Linked DNA regions of Mus musculus: region 2 is linked to region 1. The links are chromatin contacts, called in public promoter capture Hi-C maps. All regions are on one chromosome and are shown on one strand. Each heading gives the region's core, a stretch centred on a gene start, on an enhancer-like site or on the middle of the called end of the contact. The rest is flanking DNA. Distances are from core to core; before and after follow the strand shown.

Region 1 (4,956 bases), core at 665-3,164:
GTTCTACACCAAAATAGGAAACAAAAGAACTATGGCTGAACATTACCAAATAGCATGTGTTTTGTTGATATTTATTGTGGGCCTACTATGCTCCATACACTATTTTAGGTATTTAGGATATAGACTGAACCAAACAGAGGTGCAACATGAAACATATATTTTAGTGGTGAGTGAGGGGGACAGGTAGTAAGCGGTATGTAAATTATACAGTACATTAGAAGGTGGTACACCCTAAGAAAGAAAAATGTTGAGCAGAGGAAGGAAATGTCTATATGTAGGACAATATGTTATGATTTTTAATTCAGGCCACCAGGATAGGCATACCTTGAAGGTAGAAGATGTTTGAGCAAATTCAAGTGAGGGAAATTTGTCCAGTGGATTTACTGGGTTGTGTACTTCAGGCAGATAGGAATATAAAGAAAAGGTCTAACTAGAAAGATAAAGGGGTACACGTCTCTTGTATTTAAGGAGAGCAAAGAAGTGAAGGTCACAGGAACAGAGAGAAAAGGGAACATAGCAAAACAGTGCTCAGAGGACTGCAAAGGACTGTTCCAATATGGTAGGATTTGAGGCCATCAGAAGGACTCTAGATTTGGGGGGGTAAGTGACATGGGGAACCACCGAAGAGTTTTATAGTGACATGCTTTGCCATATATAAAAAAATATTCCGAGAACTGCTCTGCAAATGTTAGACTGTATGGGGTCTAAGATGGAGAGAAATGTGTTCCCGGCTCTTTCCTCTGATCGGGGTGATGTGGACCTTGAAGGTAGCCAGGGAGATGGTGATTAATAGTGGAAGTCAGAGCCAGCTGGTTTTTCTCCTGGGTTAGAAGCCACATGGTCTCAGAAAGATGCCAGCTTTTAAGGTTTGGCTTGAGTAACTGGCAGGATGGGATGCTATTTAAGGTGAAGAGGTTGTAGGAAAATATTTCAGAATGGATGTGCAGAGTTATCTTTTAGTCCTTGTTGATACTGAGATAGATATACATTGCAAAGCTGAAGGGAGAAGTTCTGAATAAGCTGGTAGCATTTTGGAGTTTAGGGGGCATATCTAGGTGGCATAAGCCTTTATAATTTTTTTTTTATTTTATAGTTTTACATATAATGTCATCAACTCCCAAGGCAGGTGCGGTGGGGGAGGGGAGGTTGTCTGTGTGGTGGCTTTTTGGCTTTATTCTTTATTCATTAACACAGAGGAGGTGTGACCTTAATTCTGATGCTTGGGTCTCCTGAATTTAGTTATTATCGTTTTATCCCTACTTCGTATATTGAACCTCAATATAAGGTATTAGGCTTTTCTAGTTCTTATATGTAGGAAGCTGCAAAGACAAATTTGACTCTAGGCTGACACTCTATCTGTATGCTTTTCCTTATATGTGGCTAAGTCAATCTTTAGATGGTTTTGTTTTCAAGATTTCTTTCTTCACATCTTCTTTGTAGGCATTTTAATGTCTCAAATTTCTCTAAATCCACTTACTTTGATTAGTAGAAGTTAATTATATGCTGAAAATGTTGAATTGGGGAAAACCCTGTCCTAGGTTTCCGGGACTCTGCCACAAGGTATAGTTTGTAACCTCTTAGCATTTGTCTATTTGCCTTTAGTCCAGGTTACCCTTCCCAGAAATGCTATCTTTGCTGTCCGAAACTTTTTCCTTCCTCAATTAAGCTCAGTTTATACTTTTCTCTAGCTCCAGGTTTGAAGAACTGAAGTCCTTGGGGGGAGAAGACCGCCTTTCAAGCTGTAACCAGCCAACATCCTCCAAGCCAAGGATGCTGGAAGACCTGACTCGGCTTGCTGGACCCTAGACCCTCCTCTCTTTCCTCCAGCTTCCGGCGCAGCCCCTCTTAGAGGGGGCGTGGCGTGCAAATCTGGACCCGCCCTCCGGCTGCGCGCGATTGCGACCTGCGGTCACGTGAGCGCGGCGAGGGAGGGCCCCCACTTCCGGGCGGCGGAAGGAGACGCGTCCGCGTGAGGACGAGGCGATTTGAAAACACGCTCTGGGAGCGAGCGGAAAGCCTGCGGCCGGCGGTTCACGGCGTGCTCCTGCGGGGCTTGACGGTCGCTCGCTCTCCGCCGCGTCTCCGCGTTCCGGGTCCGTCCGGGCTCTCAGGTGAGCGGCGTCTGTCTGTCCTGCACGGCTCTTCTGGGGCGCGGACACGCGAGGCCCAGGCGGAGGGACGGACTGTGGCGGCGGGTAGGGCGGCCGGGGTCCTAGCTGTCCCCCCACCCCGAGCGTGAGAGCCGGCCGAGGGGCTTCCGAAACGCCTCAAGCGGCCGCGGTCCGATTCGGAGGCTCGGCGGGTGTTAGGCCGGCGTGTGGGGGTCGGGCCAGAGACTCCACTCGACGTCCACTGAGGTATAGGAACCATGGTTTTTCTTTGGGAAAAAAAAAAAAAAAGACAAACGGAGTTTCCATTTTTGGTGTGCGAGCTCGAAAACGGGCGGGCGGATCTGATCGCTGCCCTCCTCCCCCTCCCCTTGACGGAGGACCCTCTCTTTCTGCCCCCTCGAATTTGGGGAACTTTGGAGACGCGAAGGGTTGGAGAGAATCACCGTAGGCCAACTGCTGCAATGCTTACTTTCTCTCCTTGATTTCTTCCTTTCTTTTGGAGAGCGGGAATAGTTGGAAATAAGGAGGAAAGGTAATGGGCTGGCCGCAGGGCAAACTACTTGGGAGTCTGCTTAAGTTGCAGTCTTTCTTCCGCTCAGGTTAGCATTAAGACTGACCTGCAGCAGGCATGTGTATGTGTATGTGTATGTGTATGTGAGTTTTCAAGCTTACCAAAAAGGTGATCAAGTCCAGTGAGAGCTCAGGCTCCGAGGCTGGAGTTAGCTTCCTTGTACTATCTACTGCTGTAAAAGTGGTCTAGTCTAGTAGAGCTATTTGACTTCCAGTGTTACGAAAATCTTTAAATGGAAATAATAGCAGCATCTAATGGAACTTTAACCAAGTTCCTAGTGGGAAAAAAATTGTCAGTATGTTTCTGTAAATAATTGTCGAGATTTAAAAGTTATTAGCCCTCATAATTTTCCTAGCAGACTGATGAGAGTGTACTTGAAGTGATACGGCACAACTTACTGAGAATGAGGTCTGATGTAGATTGCTAGAGACAGACCGACCGACCCATCATCACACGTGAAAGAGTGCCTAGAGGATAATGCAAGATGTCACAGGGTCAATTTTTCTTTCTTGTGAACCGTTTTCTTTTATCTCTGGAAACACTACTGATAAAATTGTAAGAAAAAACTTACAGAGTATGCTTGCTTAATAGGTAAAAACCAGCTTTGTATTAAAAGGGATGAGTCCCGGGGCTTTCTGGGTGTGTGAGGCTTGTATGTTTGGTAGGTGTTGGTCCTGAGGCTGACTAACACATGCATGTGTGCTTGAAACAACTGTCAGCTTACAGCTCTGGGTATGGTAAGCATGGACAGGGCAATTACTTATTTAATCTGGTAAAATCTGGTAACTGTACCTTGGCTTATAGATACATAACCACAGTAGAAAATATGTTTGGATAAGAATCACACCGATTCTAGAAATAGTTTTTTTTTTTAAATGGAGATGGTATTTTGCTGTATTGATCAGGTTCCTCAAAGTGCCTGAGCTCAAGCAGTCTTTCTGCAGGTCTAGTATTGACACAGGCAAATGCACTGTGCTCCCTTTAAAGCCAGCTCTTAGCCTCTTGTGTAGTAGGCAACTTCTACTTAAGGGGTCCTAAGGTCATAAATCTATGAATTTGGATATGCTGTCTTAGCAGAATTCATTCATTCATCCATTCATTCTATCAGCACTGTAAACTTTTATTTATTTACTTTTAAATCTCCCATGTGTAGCATTATGACTTTATGACCTAAGGTAATTCTGTTAGACCAGAAGTGCTCAACTGGGTGTGCAGTGGAAGACAGAATTTATTATTTTTGAAGAATGTGAAAGGAGCTTTAAGAAAAGCTGGAGAGGGTTGTGGGAGCCACCTGAGTGCCTGCCGAGGCTTGGTGCCTTGGCATGGTTAGGGAGTGCCCCATTTATAAAGAATAAGAGCAAGGAAAGCTCCCTGTCCTTGTCACATCTGTGTGTAGAAAGCTGTCTGATGACCATGGCCAGGGGCTCATAGAGGAGACAGTGTAGACAAAGCATTTACCAGTGGGAAGCTTGAGTAGTAATCGGGTAGAAATAAGGACTATTTAAAGCCAGTGACTTTGGAATGGGCAGGAAGCATGCAGATTAAAGGGTTGGTGAGCAAGAAAATTGGAATGGAAGGTGAAAGAATGTAATGGAGAATGAAGAAAAGTACAAGGTGATCTGGTTGTGCTTGAGTTGTTTACTTAGTGGCCTGACTAGTCCTTTTCTTATTCCTCTTAAATCACATTTCCTGTTATCTTGTTGCTTACCTTTGGGGTGGGGGAGGGGTGCAGAGGGTGGATACTGTTTTGTTTTTTTGTTTTTTTATTTACGACTATAACGATGAAAATGTGCCTTTATTTCTGTCCTTAGCAGGCATGTTCCCACTCCTGACCTTTACCTGGCTTTCTTGCTCATAAGATACTCATTCTTCCTTACTGCCTGCTTGGGTCCTACCTGTTCTGTTCTGTTTTGATTTGATTTGTTGTTTGATTGGTTTGTAGCATCTAGCTTTGATTCATGAAACTTAACCTAATTATCTCTTTCATTAAAAATAGCAAAATTTTCACACTTTGTTAAATCCTGAGTACTGTGCATTTCTAACAGAAGTGTACCTGTGGTATGTTCCAGAGTGGGGAAAAAAACCAAACCAAACCAAACAAAAAGAACACCAAAAAATTTCAGGTTTCTGTGTAGCACACTGACAATTTCTTTTTTCTTTTTTTTTCTTTTTTTTGGTAAGACAGGGTTTCTCTGTGTAGCTCTGGCTGTCCTGGAACTCACTCTGTAGACCAAGCTGGCCTCGAACTCAGAAATCTGCCTGCCTGTACCTCCC
Region 2 (4,315 bases), core at 1,350-3,849, 4.0 Mb before region 1:
GGACTGCCTCTGGGAGGGTGGGAGACAGCTGTGCTCCACAGACAAACAGCACTTTATAAACATAAATGGGAAACCCCCATGTTAGGATAAATTGGTTAATTTTGATTGGGCATTTTAATTAGGTGAGCCAGGGGGGGGGGGTGCTTTGATTGCTGGACTTCAATACTTTGATAGCTGGACCTTGGCAGTCAGCCTCAGGAGGCAGAAGTGACCAAAATAAGGGAATGGACCTTGGTGGCTAACTTTAGGAATGTAATCTAACAGTTTTTAGCAAGGCAGAGGGACTGGATGGAAGGGCATGGCCTGCTAGAGCCATATTTCCACGAGAGGCCAACAAGAGTCCCTTCAAAAAGAGCAGGTATGTTGGGTATCCTAAGTTTCTGGGCTAATATCCACTTATCAGGATACCCAAGATATAAGATACAATTTGCTAAACGCATGAAACTCAAGAAGAACGAGGACCAAAGTGTGGACACTTTGCCCCTTCTTAGAAATGGGAACAAAACACCCATGGAAGGAGTTACAGAGACAAAGCAAAGTTTGGAGCTGTGACGAAAGGATGGACTATCTAGAGACTGCCATATCCATGGATCCATCCCATAATCAGCTTCCAAACGCTGACACCATTGCACACACTAGCAAGATTTTGCTGAAAGGACCCAGACTATGCTGGGGCCTAGCAAACACAGAAGTGGATGCTCACTATTGGATGGATCACAAGGCTCCCAATGGAGGAGCTAGAGAAAGTACCCAAGGAGCTAAAGGGGTCTGCAACCCTATAGGTGGAACAACAATATGAACTAACCAGTACCCCGGAGCTCTTGACTCTAGCTGCATATGTATCAAAAGATAGCCTAGTCGGCCATCACTGGAAAGAGAGGCCCATTGGACTTGCAAACTTTATATGCCCCAGTAAAGGGGAACGCCAGGGCCAAAAAGGGGGAGTGAGTAGGTAAGGGAGTTGGGGGGTGGGTATGGGGGACTTTTGGGATAGCATTGGAAATGTAAGTGAGGAAAATACCTAATAAAAAATTAAAAAAAAAAAAAAAAAGAAATGTGGGAAACTAAAAAAAAAAAAAAAAAAAAAAAAGAGCAGGTATGGACTGAGAACAGAGACTACCCAATATAACAGTGCTGGTATGCTGGTATGGGTGTTACTCCCAACAGCTTAGGAGGACAAACCTCAGGCAAGGCCTCTGTATGTATCTTTTCGTCTGTCTACAGGATGAAACAGTAATAGTATTTGCTTAAACGGCTGCACTGCAACACAACATAACTCACATGAAGTACAAACAAAACACATGAAGTACAAACATGCAAAGAAAGAAAACCCAAAGTCTCCACAGATTAACAGATTCTCTTGCCAACACATAAGTCAGAAAAGCTGACACTTTACCTGGGACAGGTTGGAGATGCCTAGGAGAAAGCATATGGAGTCCAATATGTTGGATTTTCCACTACCATTTAAACCAGTGATCGCATTGAAGAGGGGGTCAAAACCATTGACTTCAGTCCTCTGTGCATAGGACTTGAATCCTTCGAGAATGATTGATTTAACATACATTTTCTAAACTGTCTTGGGTTAGTAAGCCTGTTAGGCAACAAGCTACAAGTCACGTCTGTATAAAACAGAAATAAGATCATTTATGTAGAATGTTAAAAACCCTCAAATCATAGTAAATACGACAGGATACACAATAACGTAAAGTAAAAAAAAAAAAAAAAAAAAAGAAAAGAAAAGAAAAGAAAAAATACACCTGCCAAACTACTTTTTCTCCTAAAAACAGCTGGCTCAGATTTTAAAACATCCAACCGTTAGCCAATGCCGGTAAGTTAAACCATTTAACCTAAAAATCATCTTTATCATTACTGTCCACTTTCCTAGGTTCGTGTTGCACTACAATACTGTAGTTAACAGAGACTACTAATTATTTCCCATTTCATTATCCTTGCCACAGACGACACTGGACTGAATACTCTTTACTGCACACCACTTAGCATACATCTTACAGGAGTCCTTCATGGATCTCCCTAATAGCACGCACACCCATCCTCTCCTTCCTTTTTCCTCCACAGCAGTAAAAGATGACATCAGTCGGCACCGTCTTTCCAACTCATTCTCGGTCCCGTTGTGCTTTTTTGCCTACATACGACCTTAACTCTGTTTACACTCGACTCTCAGAACCCGGGTAGTTAGTGAACCTTAAGGGCGAAGTGAATCCATTCTACTGCCTCGTTTTAAAATTCCGTGTTCTCTCGCTTGCCCAAGCCTTTCTCGATTCACCTTACGGATGAACAACAGTCAACATCTCTAATTCTCGCTTCAAGTCCCTCCTTGAGAATCTTGCCCACCCCTGTGCCTCATCTCCCGCCTGGACACCAGGCCGGGCCAAGAGCAGCACTACGCACCCGCCACAAAGCGGCTGGCCAGGGGAACCAGCAAAGTTCCAACCCGACGCGAAAGTGGACAGTGAGGCCACCCGACCTGTACTCAGGCGCTACCGGGCGAACGCCACCATCCCGGGCACCGCATCCGCTGCAGCCAACAACCGTGCCGGAACTGTTCCTTTGAATTTCGGCGCGAGCAAAGGACCCCAACTCCGAGGCGTCTGCGCTCTGTTGGTGCCTAGTATCTGCCTGACTGAAGCGCTTCCTCTTTTGCCCTAAGGAAAAACACAGAAACGACATAGCGACAATAAATAATAGTTTTAATATTGGAAGGTAGGAGACTATACCGTTTTGAACATGGAAAGCGAAAATGAAGATAGGTCGTGCTGACATCGCGTCAGGCATGCTCTGGGCAGCACCTCTTCCAGGTCTGGGCCTCGCGCGTTGCCGGCCCCGCCCTCTTTCTGGCCCTTTCAGGCTATCGGTCGGAGCCTTGGCTTCTGTCCGCAGGCTCCGCCCCCTCCCGGTCTACGCTCTTTGCTGCGGGGCGCGGCCGGGGCGGGCCGGGGCGGGGGCGGGCCGGGGGTCCCGGGACCCTTCGAGGATATTACAGGGTGGAAACCAACACTAGTGAGAAAAGTCCTCTGAGGCTTCATTTTCTACTAATTGAAGAGAAAGGCACTGGCTTTGAAAACACAAACCAAAACCAGTTCCAGTTTCCGGAGGGGACTGTAGGCCTGCAGTATGTGGAGTTTGGTGGAAGATGCTAGGCAAACGGCTGTAAGATTTTTTTTTTTTTTTTTATGCCGAAAACCTGTTTAATGATAAGCAGTGGCTGACGTACCGGTTCACGAAATGTTGCTGAAGCTTCTTAATAACAGTTTGTATTTACAGAGTTCTGTAGATCGGGTAGCTGTGTTTCAAAGGCTGTCAAGAATTTCCTCAACAAACGTGGAACCCTAGTGTTTCCTTTTGTACAGACGAGTTTATTGAATCACTGGGTTAAACGACTTATAAGTGAAGAGAGATTTTTGTTCCAGGCTGCCTAACTACAGAGTGTGTACTCCTAAACTTATTATCTACAACTGCTAATTTTACATTGCTAGTTAGAGCTGATCCCCATCAACTATGTAATTTAAAAAAAAAATGGTGTTGGGATTATTTATATTTAAGCATCAATACTAAGAGAAGGGCTTAGCTTTGTTTTTTTTATTGAAAATTTATTTTTTTTCCTACCGTATATTCCGATTAGTTTTCTCCGCCCCAACCTCTCCTAGAACCTCCTCCATTTCCACACTCACCCAAATCCACACATTTTCTTTTCTCTTTCTCATAAGAATATAAACAGACATCTAAAATGATGATGATAAAATAAGATTTTAAAAACAGAAGGACCAAATAAACAGGAGGGGGAAAAAAGCCAAAGAAAGAGCATTAGAGACACAATGAGACACATTCACACAGAGATATACACACAAAACATAAAAACAAAAGCAGAAACCATAATACATAATAAACAAAAGATTTTTAATATTAAATGGAAATGTTCAGACAAAGCAGTGTGAGACAAAAACCCTCTAAAAATACCATTAAGTTCGTTTTATGTTGGCCATCTATTGCTAGGCATCGGGAGGGACTACCCTTAAATATGGTTTGTACACCCAGACATCACTGGAAAAATGATTTGCTCTGCAGCAGTTATCAATTGGATATAGCTTCTGGGTTAGGATGGAGGATTGTTTCTATTTTCCCTCTCAATACTGGCTTAGAACTGCAGGTCCTGTGCATGCTGAAATTTACAGTGGTAGACAGGGAGGAAAGTGAAGATCGCCTTCCTGAACCTGAGAACTTCCTAGGCAAGCATTGGCAGCAGGTTCTCAAGTAAAAAGTGCCAGACTGCCTGGCAGTGGTGGCGCGCGCCTTTAAT

Evidence for each region. Promoter capture Hi-C pulls out the DNA fragments that hold promoters and counts their contacts.
Region 2: a promoter capture Hi-C map of pre-B cells shows a contact between it and region 1, with 3 times the contacts expected there. The contact joins the promoter of Smc2 here to the promoter of Tex10 in region 1. A contact is called at or near these places in 2 of 39 promoter capture datasets (cranial neural crest and pre-B cells) and 2 of 484 Hi-C or Micro-C datasets (both in embryonic stem cells).

What each region holds. Positions count from the first base shown.
Region 1 is chr4:48,470,421-48,475,376 of GRCm38.p6, reverse strand. Tex10 (testis expressed gene 10) reads left to right here and starts at 1,914. Exons shown (of 15, transcript NM_001355740.1): 1 at 1,914-2,111.
Region 2 is chr4:52,437,505-52,441,819 of GRCm38.p6, reverse strand. It overlaps Smc2 (structural maintenance of chromosomes 2), which reads right to left and starts at 2,599. Exons shown (of 25, transcript NM_001301412.1): 1 at 2,410-2,599; 2 at 1,397-1,619. The coding sequence starts at 1,564. It overlaps Smc2os (structural maintenance of chromosomes 2, opposite strand), which reads left to right and starts at 2,856. Exons shown (of 2, transcript NR_045175.1): 1 at 2,856-3,168.